2 separate regions of the Mus musculus genome follow, and region 2 is linked to region 1. A link is a contact called in public HiChIP or PLAC-seq data. All regions are on one chromosome and are shown on one strand. The core of a region is the stretch at or near the end of the contact, and the rest is flanking DNA. Distances in the headings are between cores, read along the strand shown. Region 1 has its middle 44 kb from the start of Gm15266. Region 2 overlaps Iqsec2 (IQ motif and Sec7 domain 2).

Region 1 (7,479 bases), core at 2,900-5,399:
TTATGACTTTAAAATATCTTTTGATTTTTAATTTATGAGTGGTTTTGCCTGCATGTATGTCTGTGTTCTGTGTGTATGCCCAGAGAGCATCAGATCCTTTGGAACTGGAGTTACAGACTAGATGATTGTAAGCCACTCCATGGATGCTGAGACCAGAACCCAGGTGCTTGTAAGAGGTGCAAGTGCTCTCACTGGGCCATTCTTTCTACACATCCCACATTTGTTTTGTTTTCTGAGACAGGGTCTCTTTGTGTAGCCCTGGCTATTGTGGAACTCACTAGACCAGGCTGGCCTCAAGATCCATCTGCCTCTGCCTCTGGAGTGCTGGGATGAAAAGCATGTACCAGTACTGCTGGTCCTAACACAGATTCGTAAAGATAGTCTCTGTGCTTTAGAGATGAGAAAACTGCCCCAGAAAACACTTGAGTTTGAACCCAGGTTTGTTTTTCTTTAATCCACTCCAGTGCTTTTCCATTACAGAGGTGATTAACAGCCTTGGTTATATACATAAGAATCACTTGTGAAGTCCACCCCCCCCTTAAAGATAAAAGCAATATATACACAGGTAAAAATTAAAATAGTACAGAAGGGCTTATAATGAAAATCAGCAGTTACCTCCCACACCCCCACATTTCAAAGGATGTGGAGCTTTTCAAAAATAAATTGCTCTGGTCCCACCTCTGGAAATATGATTCAGTAGGTGTGGATAATAACCCAGATAACTAACTCTCTATGTTATGGGATAGAAAGGATTACATGAGATTCCTTAGACCATGGCGCTGGCACATTGGAACACAAGTACTTCAAAGAAGCTTCAAAGTCAGGGTCAGGGAGGTGAGATTCAAATGGATTAGTGACAGAACCTAGACTTCCACTTAGCTCTCCCTGCTTCTTGCTCACTGCTTTCTGATAGACACCATGGTGTGTTTCTAAGCAAGCTGAGTCCAAGGAGACCCCATTTCTTAGGCAGAGCTGGGTTGGCCCGATTAACAATCTAAGGAGGTGAGTACTTTTCACACTAGTGTCTTCCTTTAATTGGACACTTCATTCTGGAAATCTGAGTTACGCACACCTAGAATATAGAGATGAGTCAAATATTTATCCTGCCTTTGAGTAGTTAAGTCACTGTATTCGGAAGCCAATTCATAAGCATCCTGGGTAGTCAGCTTTGTCAAAAGCATAGAAAGGATCTTAACAGATTCAAGGAAGACACTTTCCCATCCTGGGGGAGGCAGAGGGTGATGCTCAACTGAGACTTGGATAGGAATTCACTTGTTCCAGTAGGAGACTCCAGGTGGTGGCAATAGTGTGTATGAAGATCTGAAGGCCAGAGACAGCATTTTACACTGGAGCATAAGGGTTGCAGAGGGGAAGCAACAAGAAATAAATGCTTGAAGTAATCAGCAACCAAATGATTTTTTTTAGAAAAAAATGATATTAATTTTTATCTTGTGTGCATAAGTGTTTTACCTGTCTATACACATGTACATACCTGGTGCCCACAGAAGTCAGAAGAGGACATTGGATCCCCTAGGACTGGAGTTCTAAGCCACCGTGTAGATGCTGGAGATCAAACCTAGGTCCTCTAGAAGAGCAGACAGTGCTCTTAACTGCTCTGCCATCTCCTCAGCCCATCAAACAGAGTTTTAAATGTCTGGGTAGAGTTTTGAGCTTAGGGGACATTGTAGTTTGCAGACTTGCTGTACCCAAGAAACATCTATGGGTTCCAACTTCCAAACCTTCCATTTCCACATGTGGGTTGTGCCCTCAGCCTCAAGTGCTTACTTGAAAAATGACTAGTGACTTGGGGATCACAGCTTGAAGACTGGGGGGGGGGGGCAACTATGAAACCAGCTTTAAGCAGAGAATACTCCAGATTCAAAGAACCATGACAGTCTGGGGGGGGGGGAATGAATCGGGTTGTTCATGTTCTGTACACTTGTGGCTACTGTTTCCTGTTCAGCCAGCTAATAAGGCTGTCTCAAGCAAATACACCAAACCACAAGGGCAAGCCAGCTAGAGACAGCTTGCTTACTGTCGTAGTCCCTGCACAAAGCACAGTGCCTGATACAAAAGTCACCTGCTAAGCTTTCAAGCTGAGGAATGTATGGATGAGTGCATTTGTGAAGAGGATGGCTATGAAGACTAGAAACTGTGAAAAGACCAGACTGTCTACTATAGACAAAGACAGTCAAAATGGATTGAATATGATAAGATGAACTGCTAAGATGAACCCAAGGGCTCTGCAGCTAAGAGCACTGGCTGTCCTTTCAGAGGTAGAGGGCTTGATTCCCAGTACCCACATAGTCCCTAAAATTGTCTGTAATTCTGGTTTCATGGGATCCAAGGCCCTTTTCTGGCCTCTGGGAACACCATGCAAGCATGTGATGCATAGACATATGCAGGCAAAACACCTATATATATATCAAATTAAGTTTTTAAAAAGATGTACTTTGATGACTTGAGTATTGGATGTGGTTGGTGACTAAGGATAACCATGACTATCATATTCCTATCCTAGACCAGTTGTCCTTCTCTTCATCTATTTCTCAATCAGAATCCTCTTCTAGCCTCCTCAGCACCTGGAACTCACCCCTCAAGTTAAGCACATTGTGTACTGTATAGTTCCCCTGTACGCACGCCGCCCCCCAGTCACTGATTCATCCAGCCAGTTCGATCAATTTTGTCTGAGCACTTCCTGTGTGCATTGAGACTCTTCTAAGCCGGGGCTCCAACTCCCTCTTTCCTGCCTTACAATATTTTTGAGGGTTTTTTTTTCCCCAGATAAAATGTATCCTCTATTCAGTAACATATAAAGAGATGCCCAGTAGGTCAAATCTATAAAGGAACTCAGAGACTCTTCATTTCCTAAGGTCCTTGGAGTGAAATTAACTTCTCAGTGGTCTTACTGCTAGGAAGTATTAGAGCCATAAATGGAACTCTGGGTTCTAGTCAGGACAGGTAGAAATGGAACTTTCAAAGTTGATGGATAAATAGGAAAAGCAAAAATGTTTGCCAGTTATACTACCTCCTTTTGAAAATTATCAAAAATCTTGCCTTACCCCTTCCAAGGGGCTTCTCTAATGTAAGTTGTTACACTCTACCACATGACTTCACAGGCCTGACCACAGATGATTAGATTGGCATAGCATCTAGACCAAGGAAGCAGATTTCTGGGCTTGTTAGTGTCCTCTTAGGTGGACTGGGGTAGGGATTCCATCTTATGCCAGTGGCATATCTAATGGCAAATATATAAAATAGGTATTTCAGAGAAGTTGAACCTATGGTAGCCAAAATAAGAGAGCAATAAGAATTCAGTGAGCCCAAATATTACCTGGCAACAGCAAAACTGTAGAAATCATAAATCATTGGAATGGAAAGATGTCTCAACACTTAAGAGCACTTGCTGCCTCTTTCAAGGACCCAGATTTGGGTCTCAGTATCCATGTAGCAGTCTGTAATTTCAGTTCCAAAGGATCTGATGCCCTCTTCTGGCCTCTGTGGACACCAGGAACATATGTGGTGCACATATTTACATGTAGGCACTTATACATATACATAACATAAAAGATCTTTTCAAAATCCTTAAGTTGTGAGATATTTGTACCATGAGTTCATAGGGCTGGCCACAAGGTAGCGGAAGCCATCAAGCAGCAAGGCACTGAGAGTCAAATGGATACCAAAGTCATAAAGCAATAGTAACCATGATGTAGCAGGAGCCATAAGACAAACTGATTATATAAAATCCATGAAGCAGCAGAAGGCTTGAATACATATGCAAGATCCACGAGACAGCAGAAGTAATGAGCCGGCAAGAAGAGCCACTAGGTAGCTTGAGCCATGCAGTACAAGGTAATGGGAGGGGCATTGCTAGGAGAAGCAGTGGGGGTCACCAGACCAGTGGAAGCTCCAAGAGAACCCATGGCCAAAAGCAGCAGAAGCTGAAAGTCCTAGAAGCAGGAGGCAGCAAAAGCCATGGGCTAGAGACAAGGGAAATGAAAGAAGTTAGTCAGGAACAGTAGGAGGAGTATAAATACAGCCAGAAAGTAGTTGAGTCACCATTTTGGGAGGCACTAGAGAAAGGAGCAACAGATGCCTGCAGCTGAGGGGGTGACAGATAAGGCAGGCTCTAGAGCTGCTTCAGATCATAAGCCATTTTCAAGTTTGCTTGTGAAGTCCTTCCTGTTTCATTTCCCTATGGGTGCTTAAATGCCCATCACTGATCTGAGTGTGTCTGTGTTTCATTTAAAAGAGGTTAACACATGCACAAATTAGACGTGTGAAGAGTGGGGAATTCTTCCTGGTGAATTTGATGCAAGACACACAGAGGTGAGAATTCATTCTTTCCTTCATGCCTTCATTCTCTCATGTACTTATCAGTCATTTACTTGTTGATTTCTTTTTCTAAATTGCCCGATGCATTTTTTACTTATTAGTCTATGCATCTAGATGAGCATTTACTTGGTTTTCCTTTCCTGCATCCACTCACACTAGTTTCCCATTCATCTGCTCTACAAGCATATCAGACCCTCAACTAGACTGAGTTTTCCACCCTTCAGAAATCACGTTTGAAGTAGTGACTCAGAGAAGTGCACTAAATGTAGCAGATGATATAACAGAAGTCTAGATGGAGCAAACTGAGCATATAGAAAGCACTGGGTGGTTCTCCCTGGAATATGGTGGGTTGGAGGAATTGCTCAGTAACATCTTTATAGAAGAGGGTGTACTTCAACTGAGTCTTGAAAGAGGAGTTGCTGTTTGCTATTGGGGAAGGGACAAAAGAACATTATGAAGTGTTGCATAAGCAAAGAATGTGAAAGTATGCAAGTCTCAGAGAGGAGTAGTTAGCATTGGTCCATGCAGTGGTAAAATTGATGAATGCCATGTAATCAGCCTTAGCTTTGATCTTAAGAACAATGGGAAGCTGAAACAGGAAAATGACAGACTGGTACACTAGGAATCTCACTACCACAGCTAGTGTGTTAAAGAAGACTGGGCTGTATAAATAATGTTATGTAAGTAAGTGTACTTGAGTGCCATATTCATGAAAAAAGACTCGTGTGAGAAAGTTGTTCTGCTTAGAGGCCAAAATTCTTTTTTTTCCCCAGAAGGTAGAACTCAGTTGAGTTTAAGAATAGAGAGGATTCTAGCTGTTGGCGATGAGAAAGGGCTTTGTGAGCTCAAGAGTAAAGTAAGAAGATATCAGTAAAAATGGCACTTTTGAGCTAACAAATTGTATAAACCAAATTTCACTCTAGCAGAGTCTGTTTTTAAGACAGAGAGAGACTACAATGCTTTCCAAACTATTACATGAAGTCCAGAGGGACAAGGACATCTGGTAGGAAGGGTGTAGCTGAACTTTCTACTTTATGTGTTCTTTATCCCATCCTTTATGCCCTCAGTTTCACCCCCTATCACTGTATAGAAGAGAAAGAAGGATGGGGGCGGGAAGAGAGAGAGCGATCTCTGAGTACAATTTCTTCTTGTTTTGTCTTTGAGCATAACTACTAATAAACTGCAACCAACCCCGATGAATGACCAGCAACCACTGATCCAGCCTATAGGAGGTTTTATCATATATATACCCTCTGAAACATTTCCAGAATTCCAAACGTCACACAATCACAGTAAATGTCTGCTGCTGGCCAAACCACAACTCTGCTAGAGCATGAGGCAAATCATAGTCAGCTGCTGTGGACAATTCAAAGCAGTTTCATATACCACACCTGGGATTGAAACAAAACCATATACTATTTCTGTGTTTTCTTTTTGTTTGTTTGTTTTTTGAGACAGGGGTTCTCTGTGTAGCCCTGGCTGTCCTGGAACTCACTTTGTAGACCAGGCTTGCCTCAAACTCAGAAATCCGCCTGCCTCTGCCTCCTGAGTGCTGGGGTTAAAGGTGTACACTACCACCGCCCAGCCCTATTTCTGTGTTTTTTAAAGTAACCAAAATTCCAGAATTCTCACTATAGAAGGTGTGTTTATGGGCAGGAGTATCCTTTGTGCTTTTAAAATGTTTGTTTTCTTTTTTAAATCAAATGTTCATTTAAGATGAAGTACTGCACCTGGTAGTGGCGCTGTCGCACATCTTTAATCCCAGCACTCTGGAAGCAGAGGCAGGCAGATCTCAAGGCCAGCCTGGTCTACAGAGAGAGTTCCAGGATGGCCAGAGCTACACAGAGAAACCCTGTCTCAAAAAACAAAACAAAACAATAACAATAACAACAAAACAAAAACAACAACAAAAGAAGTAATGAAGGCATATTATTTAGAAAACTCAACTCCATACAGAAGGTCTATGGAAAGGAAGAGTCCACTGCCCTGCCAACTCTCACTTTTGGTAGCTAATTTCAGGGATTTGTTGTTCTTGGTTTTTTTGTTTTTTTTTTTTTTGTTTTGTTTTGTTTTGTTTTGTTTCTGATTACTAATGCTATACCTGAGAAATATACTATGAGGAAAAATTTAAAGCAATACTTTTTTATTTATGTGTATGTGTACGTGTGTGTGTCTCTCTATGTGTACAAACATGTGTGTGCAGGTACTCATGGAGGCCAGAAGGAGACACTGGATCCCCTGCAGCTACAGTTACAGGTAACTGGAAGCCACCTGATAAAGGTGCTGGGAATTGAACTCAGGTCCTCTGCAAGAGTAGCAAGCACTTAACCACTGAGCCATCTCTTCAGAACCTTGTGTGGACATTTTAAAACACAATTTCAGACAATACACATTGGTGGTTTTTGACCATCACTATTCTTTGATTAATTCACATCTAGTTAAACTCTTATTTTTATTTCTAATATAATTTTATTTCACTGTTGGATAACATTCTGACTGAAGTAACAATTTGTTTCTCTATGAACTGGAGAGAGTATTTCCCTCCTTGTTATTTGTATGTTTGTTGTTTGATGGTTTTAAGACAGGGTCTCTTATAAGCTAGGCTGGCTTTGACCTCACTATGTAGCTGACACTGACTTCGAACCCCTATTCCTCTTGCCTCCATCTCTCAAGTGCTGGGATTGCAAACATGTGTCATCATACCTGAATTGGGACAATATTTCTTGATCAAGGCTTTGTTAAACAAAAAAAATTTTTTTCTTTCAACACTCCCACTGACCTTCCAAATTCTGGAATTTATCTATTTATCTATTTTGATGCCTAAACTTTTAAGAATTATTCATGGGGAAACATACCACACAGCCCATGTGTAGGCAGAGGACAATTTTTAGGAGTTAGTTCTCTCCTTCTTCTGTGTGGATTTCAGGGATTGCACTCAAGTCATCCAGCTGCATGTCAAGAGCCTTTACCTGCTCTTTCATCTTAAAGGCATCCTGTTTTGTTGGTGGTGATTTTTATTTTGTTATTTATTTGTGTGTGTGTGTGTGTGTGTGTGTGTGTGTGTGTGTGTGTGAGAGAGAGAGAGAGAGAGAGAGAGAGAGAGAGAGTGTGTTGTGTTGTGTTGTTGTGTTTTGAGATAGTGTC
Region 2 (7,479 bases), core at 2,323-4,822, 110 kb after region 1:
GGTCCAGGTTTAGAACTTGTCTCTGTATCATTCCTTCTGCCCTAGCCTCGGGTGCAGGTGCGATTTTTCCTCTTGAGCAGCAGCAGCCCTACCAAACGATGGCTGGATACTTTATACGTAGTCTCTAGTTTGTCTTCACTATATTCTTAAAGCCTATATATATACGTGTTATTTTACAAACCAAGATTCTAAGGCTTAGAAAGCTAAGTTAATTTGCCCTGCGGTAAAAATTAAGGTGAGAATCTAGATCATCAGATTGGTAATTACCACAGTGTTGTGAATTTAGCCTGATTACTTTCCTGAAGCATGGAAAAATTCATTTCCTGGGTTGGACAATCTGTTTTTGATGAGGGGTGACAAAGAAAGAGGTAATTGGGGGACCCCTGCCTACAGGGAGCACTAAGTCTAGGGTTGCTACGGGCAAAGATGAGTTAGTTTTAGAATGTGACAAGGTAGATGGCCAGTGTGTAAGAACAAGAGTCTGGAGGGATTGATCTGGCTTCTGATAACAAGACAGAAGGAAGGACGGAGGGGGACTGGGTAATTTTCCCAAAGGAGGAACTTTTCTGGAAGCTCCAGAGAGATGAGTTAGGGCAAATGGTTCCTCTTCTCCCCTTCCTCTCTGGGTTCTCCTGCCTCTGCTTGGCCCAGCCCCCGGAAGTGGGTGACCCCTAAGCTGGCTGAGTGCCTGGTTAGCACCAAAATAAACTTGCCTTCCCTCTCTTTCCCTCCCCTTGCCTCTGTCCCCTCTGTCCTGGCTTTAATTAGCAGCCCTAGGGATGAGTCACTTGGCAGCTGGGGAGGGAGGCTATGCAGAGCCCAGTTAAGCTTCGACTCTTGCCCTGAGCCTTACAGGCAGCACCACAGTGTTCATATGTGTGGGTGTGTATTACTGCATGTCAGGGAGGCTCTGCGTCATTGCTGCTGAGAAAAGTGCAGGGGCAACTTTGCATGCTGCCTCAAGGCCATGCATGTCAGGGTGTCTGCACATAAGCAAATCTGGTGGTTGCTGCATTTGTCTCTGTGTGTCACTGAGTGTCTCTCTGTGTGAACGTCTGGCTGTAATAGCAAGTGTCAGGAAATGAGAGAGGGAGCATTTGGGCTAACAAAGACAAATGCCATAATAATTGCAGTCACTTCTCCTGATGTTTCCCGTATACCAGCCCCGTGCTTGCATTCCCAAATTTCACTTGTTATAGTTTGGGTACATCTTGTTGCAGGGAACAGAAATTTAGCCAAGCTAGCTCAAGAATAGAGAGGGGAGGACTAGACTGAGGCTACACCTCACAAAATTAAGAACAATAAATTAATGATAGCCATGCATTTTCACCACCAAAATCAAGACCCGAAGTCAACGAACAAGATTGCTCTTTGACTCTGTGAATCTCTTGGGCCTATGTCTTGGTTTTATCCCTCATAGCTTGCTTGACCCCTCCCCCCTCTTTGCAAATTCTTCTCTGTGGCTTTTTCTGCTGCTGTGGTATACTAGCATGGTCACAACCTAGAAGCTATGTGACTTAAGGTCCCTGTCATTTAACTGCAAAGATCCTGTCCAGCCTCTGGTAATACAAGACATCGAGGTGGATTTCTGTTCTCTTGAAAATGGATGAGGGTAGAGAGATAAAATACTTAGAACCTGGTATTTCTTTTGCACTGAGCAAGGTTTTTACATGCACAAAAGCGAGCATAGGAGTTGGGTGTCGTGCGTGGCACATGCCTTTAATTCCAGCACTTGGGTAGCAGACACAGGAGTTTGAGGCCAGCCAGGTCTTCAGGGTGAGGTCCATGACAGCCAGGGCTAAACAAAGAAACTCTGTCTCAGAAAACAAACGAACAAAAATTTGAGGTCAGATGTTAAGATTGCCCATCCACTGAGTTTTTGGTCTCTACTTAATTCCAGGTGACCTTTCTTCTCTGTTTTCAAGTTCCATGTTCATATATCAAAACACTATTATATATAAAACAAATTCTTCACTTTTTCTTATGATATTTGTATTGAACCCAGAACCTCATGCATGCTAGACATATGCTCTATTCCTAAGGTACCCTGCTTATTTATTTATTTTAAGTCAAAATGCCTTTTAAACTTTTTTGGGGTGGAGGCAGGGGAGGATGGAGCCCCACTATGTATCCCTGGCTAACCTGGAACTCTCTATGTAGACACATCTGGCCTTGAACTCCCATTGAGAGCATTCCTGAGTGCTGGAATTAAGGGGATGTGCCACCATGTCCAGTCCAAAAATACCTTTCAAGTGCATAGTACAAATGATCATTGCTACCAGTTTGTGGCAGTCTTCATAGCCTCAGAACAACTGGCATAATGGTCCTGATGGTGTAGCTGCTACCAAATTCATGGTCACTTTAGATATTTTTCTGTTTTGTTAGTTCAGTGACTACATTTATAGTTATTTGTAGTATATAATTACAGACACACATTATCAATATTAGCAACATGACGCTTGAGCTTACTTCTCCATTAATACAAACCCTGCAGTTTCTACATTAATTACAGAGGGAATTAATGACCCCTTAGACAAGTTTTCACCTATTAGTAAAGAGTTAGGAACCAGCTGTGCCAGTAATGACTGGTCTCCAGATGTGAGGGCAATGCCCATAGCTCTGAAGTTGACCCTGACCTAGCATCCTCTAGCTAAAACTAAAGTCTTCTTAACACCTCATCTGGGGCCTTCTGGTTCTGGTCCAGCAAGAGATGCTGATATTATTTTTAATAAATATGTAGTATTACTGTTAAGTCTACGTGACAGAGATTATTCCAGGCTCGGGCAGAGTCTCTTTTCTTTTCTCCTCTTCTTACTTTGTTTTTATTATTCCAAATACTAATTATTGCTTTTAGCTCTGAAAATATCTATTGAATTTTAGGTAGTGTTAGAGACTACTTGACACACATTATCTTTAGTCTTCATGACCATTCTGCCAATTAGAGGCGATTTAAGGGTGGGCAAACATATCTAGAGGAAGTGAAGTGACTCGCCAATTCATGCATTTTGTCCTTCATTCAAAGATGATTTATTGAGTAGCTACCAATACCAGTTGATTCAATATGGCAAATAAGATGGTGCACAGTAAAGTGATGGACCCTGCGCTGGACTCCCCTGTCTGGTTAGGAAACAGAAAATATCCACAATTATAAGAATGCCTTAGTGTCTTAGTATCAGGGACAATTCCCAAGCTGATGGTCCAAACTGAGACTTAGAGGATGAGTAGAAGTGATCTAAGGGAGGATGATGTGGTGTGAGATGAAATGGACAGTATTATATGCTGGAAGTGTGGGAGGCGTGGTTGGCACCTGGATTTGTGCGGAACTAAAGCTTCGTCTGCAGTGGGAGTGGGTTGTTAAGAGAAGAATCTGGAAATTAGAAGAGTGTACTTTAGGAGGCTGGAACTGGGGCCCCCGTCAGTTGTACCACTGCTAGGGAGCTACAGGGCTCAGCTGAGGAGTTTCCATGCTTCCTGGGCTCCTTGAAATGTGTACAGGACCAGGCAACCTCCTAGGTGGGTCTGTATGTTAGCCTCACTATATTATAGTGGCTTCAGTGCCCTCTAGTGTCCACTGGCCTATCTTGCAGCTGTGCTGTGTATATCGTCTCCCACCAACATTTATAACCAGCTGGGCCTGTGCTAGGTGCTGGGGACATTGGGATCAGTGAGACACCTGTTCCTACAGATTTCCAAATTAAGTAGATGAAACTGTGAACAGTGTTGAGAGAAGGTGGCTGAGAGACGAGCAGGGTGGAAGGGGACTAGGGAGGTGATTCACCCTGCCTAGATGGGATCAGGGCAGGTTCCCAGAAGACACAGCTTCTAGCTGATTTTTGAAGACTATTCAGGTGGGGAGGTGGCTCTGGGAGGCCAGGGGGAGAGCACAAGTTAAGATGAGGCATGGAATATGAATCAGAAGATGGCCTGGTCGGCCATCAGTGGAAAGAGAGGCCCATTGGTCGTGCAAACTTTATATGCCTCAGTACAGGGGAATGCCAGGGCCAAGTGGGAGTGGGTGGGTGGGGGAGCGTGTGGGGGACTTTTGGGATAGCATTGGAAATGTAAAAGAAATAAATACCCGGGCTGGTGAGATGGCTCAGTGGGTTAGAGCACCCGACTGCTCTTCCGAAGGTCCAGAGTTCAAATCCCAGCAACCACATGGTGGCTCACAACCATCCGTAACAAGATCTGACCCCCTCTTCTGGAGTGTCTGAAGACAGCTTCAATGTACTTACATATAATAAATAAATAAATAAATCTTTAAAAAAAAAAAGAAATAAATACCCAATAAAAAATTAAAAAAAAAAAGATGAGGCATGGAGCCGCTGAGTATGCCTGGGAATTAGAAGTCATTCTGTCTGGGTGAGGTGCAGGTTGGGGGGGGGGATGTGGTACATTTCTGTAACCATAATACTGATAAGATGCAGGCAGAAGGAGCTCAAGTGTAAGGCCAGCCTGGACTCTGAGGTAAAACCCTATCTCAAAACAAAACAAAATGGAGGGAGACCAAGATTAGCTGAAGGTGGAAGATGGGAGCTAGGTCACCTAAGGATCTATGATACCTGCTTATTTACTGGGTATTTAAAGCATGGAATCTAATTGCAAGCTTCTCTACCCTTTGGAATCACACATCCATCTAGGTATCGGATGGAATCTAGAAAATATATTTCTCTGAGAATACTTTCCATACAACTCCAGGGGCTTTACAGGTACTCCCTTCCCTGCCTAGCAATGAACCATAGACTTCCAAACTTACCCTAGTTTAAGTAAGGAAAGCCTATGATGGCCTCCAAGGATTTGCAATATTGAACCCCTCCTGCACCTCCAGCCTCATGTGTGTTCTGCAATGTTACCTCTGCCACATTGGCCTCTTTGAAGTTCCTGGAAGCAGTAGCTCAGGTCTTTTCTTCTGCATAGAATTCTTTCTCCTTCCTGTCTCCATGTGAACATAATATCTGTCTCCGCTCAGACATACACTTCCTGAAGACAGGACATTATCTCCCTTTAGAAGCCAGCACTGTGCCTAGTCCACAGTACCTGCCAGATGAAGGACTTACTAGTACCCTGTGGCTGGAAGAAAGTTCCTCACTCTGAATTCATTCAGCTCCTTGTGAGTCATTATATAAGTTTATGTAACATGCTTAGATATGCCTGAATCATACAAAGGCAGTTCATTAATAGGTATTTTCCTAGAATTCTTCCCCATGCCTGAAGCAAATGGGCTTCTCAAAAGTACCCCCTCTATCCACTGGGAGCTGTTGCTCAAACGATACTCTTCCATTATCATGAGCATACTTGAGCCTATGGAACCTTGACAAGAACCTATGAGGTAAGCCAGGTGTGGTGGCACTCAACAAGCTGAAACAGCAGGACTGCTGTGAGTCTGAGGTCAGTCTGGGTGACATAACCAGTAGCAGGACAGCCCAAGGCTATGTAGCCCCCATCTCAAAAAATGACAAATGAAAAAACAGCGTTGTGGGGTAACGGAGCATGGTGGGATGGCACATACCTGAGAGACTGAAGCAGGAGAATTATGAATTTGAGGCAAGCCAGGCTACAGAGCAAGATTTTTTTCAAACAAACCCAAACCAACCTCTGGAGTGGGGGATGTCAGTGATCTTTAGGTAACCAAAGTGAGTCTCAGGGGGAGAAACCCAGACGAATGATTACATTGAACCTACTGGGCTCCACAGTGAGGAGGTTTTGAACTCCTCAGAGAGTAAAGGAGACTTGCTCAACGTTGTATATCAGCAGCCTTACAGTCAGGCGTACAATTTCTGTCCTCAACCGCTGCCAGGTTAAGAGGAAGGTCTGGGCCAGAGGTGACACAGCTGCAGGAGCTGGGAGAGTTGAGATTGAGGTAACTGAGCATGGTAGGCAATCTGCAATCTCAGGAGAGGGTGAAACAGATTTGTGAATCTGAGGCAAGCCTGGGCTACAGAGCAAGACTCTTTCCAAACAAACCCAATTGAACCTATGGAGTAGGGGATTGTCATTTCTCTTCTATAGGTAACCAAACTGAGTGATCTATAGAATAGAGGAGACGGCAGAGGTCCCGCAGATACCAGACCTGTAGTGGTTTGGAGGGCCTCTCTCTTCCTAGCTGCCTTGGCTTTCTTCAGATGAGCCAGTTGTCCTGGTAGGGAGACAGGAAGGCTGGCCTGTGGCCTGTCATCTCCTATTTCTTCTGAATCACTGACCACCCTGGCCCTTCCCAGGAGCCTTCTGCTCAGAACAGTCAGGAGCCTGGCCTCTGGGGCCATGAAAGACTGGAATGCTCAAAGCTGGACCCATGCTCCTTTTTTTAAGGAATGTTCCCATCCTTCAGACCCTCAAAATTCTGTTTTCTCTGATGCTACCCATATAGACAGTAGAGATTGCCAAGTGGGTAGACGGTGCCGTGATATATCAACATTGCTGAGATTTTTTGCTTCTGTCCAGGCTTCGGTTGTTGCACCTGTAGAACCAGGATGGACAGTCTTCCTGGACGAACAACCTCTTGATTGTAAATGGCGTGTGCTTTTCAGTTGTTTTGTTTTTGCCAGTGTAGAAAATAACAGAGAAGTGAATGACAGCTTATTATAGTCATAAAGAATAGTGTTCCTGGCCACGCCCTCATATCAGAAACTGATTTGGATTTTATTTGATGTGGACTATTCTAGGACAGTCTATATGTGTCTGTAAATGTGCTAAAATGAAGATGCTTGTGAAAAGCTTCTGCTTAAAGATTTCTGTATGTACAAAATAGTAATAAAGCTAAGGGTGCAGATTTCAGATTTTGGAATAGCCAAATTAAGCCCCAATCTTGGGCCACTACTACTACTAAGCTTTTGTATCTCAGTTGTCTATAGAGGGTATTCAAATAGGCTCTGTGACACAAACTTTTCAGGATGAGACAAGTTGTTTGTGGAGATTGCAGGAGAGATGCACATCTCTAAACTGCTTCCTCTTGTTAGGAATTCCCAGCCCTTAGAGAGCAAGGAAGGAACAAAGTTTCCAATTGCATCCTGGCCTGCAGCCCAGCTGGCCTGGCCCCTCCTCCTTGGCTCCTCCTTCTAGGGAAGGGCTGAAAAAGAAGGGGTGGGAGTAGTGACCGGGTAGCATTGGCAGGGGATAGGGAGGGGGACTGCCCCTGGGACAGGTCCAGACTCATGGAACCCCCCTGGAGGAGCAGCAGGTAGGAACCTGGGCCACTTAGCCTGATCCCCGTCTTCCTGCTCAGACCTAGACTCACTGCCCGGGCTGCTGATTCAGCTGCCTTCTAGCTTCCTGGTTTCTGGCTCCCTTTCTGTACTCTTGAAGGCCTTTGGTTTAGGAGAGGGACCAACTTGAGTGGGTGAATTCCTGGGCATCTGAAAGCTAGCTCTATAAGAACCTAGGAGCCTAAAAGCAGCATGGTCCGTGGCCTGTGAAAGGTGACCTTCGTGACTGCCCTGGCGTTATCCTAGCACACGGGCAGCCTGCATGCTCCAGCCACTG

Evidence for each region. HiChIP or PLAC-seq counts read pairs in DNA pulled down with a chosen protein or histone mark.
Region 2: a contact with region 1 is called in an H3K4me3 HiChIP or PLAC-seq map of bone marrow-derived macrophages, with 4 times the contacts expected there. The contact joins two enhancer-like sites. A contact is called at or near these places in 1 of 39 promoter capture datasets (the SN4741 cell line), 1 of 484 Hi-C or Micro-C datasets (embryonic fibroblasts), 1 of 115 datasets of contacts at active chromatin or transcription factors (bone marrow-derived macrophages) and 2 of 9 other capture datasets (adipose tissue and pancreatic islet).

Annotation. Positions count from the first base shown.
Region 1 is chrX:152,063,897-152,071,375 of GRCm38.p6, forward strand. No RefSeq gene overlaps it. Among named protein-coding and RNA genes, the nearest start is that of Gm15266, 44 kb to the right of the region's middle. Within about 2 kb of position 4,150, at least 4 of the 459 cell types and tissues checked have an H3K27ac peak or open chromatin away from gene starts, as enhancers often do. A contact at or near this core is called in bone marrow-derived macrophages, where this site is marked.
Region 2 is chrX:152,171,914-152,179,392 of GRCm38.p6, forward strand. All of the region lies in intron 2 of Iqsec2 (IQ motif and Sec7 domain 2), which reads left to right. Among named protein-coding and RNA genes, the nearest start is that of Gm52430, 27 kb to the right of the region's middle. Within about 2 kb of position 3,573, at least 12 of the 459 cell types and tissues checked have an H3K27ac peak or open chromatin away from gene starts, as enhancers often do. A contact at or near this core is called in bone marrow-derived macrophages, where this site is marked.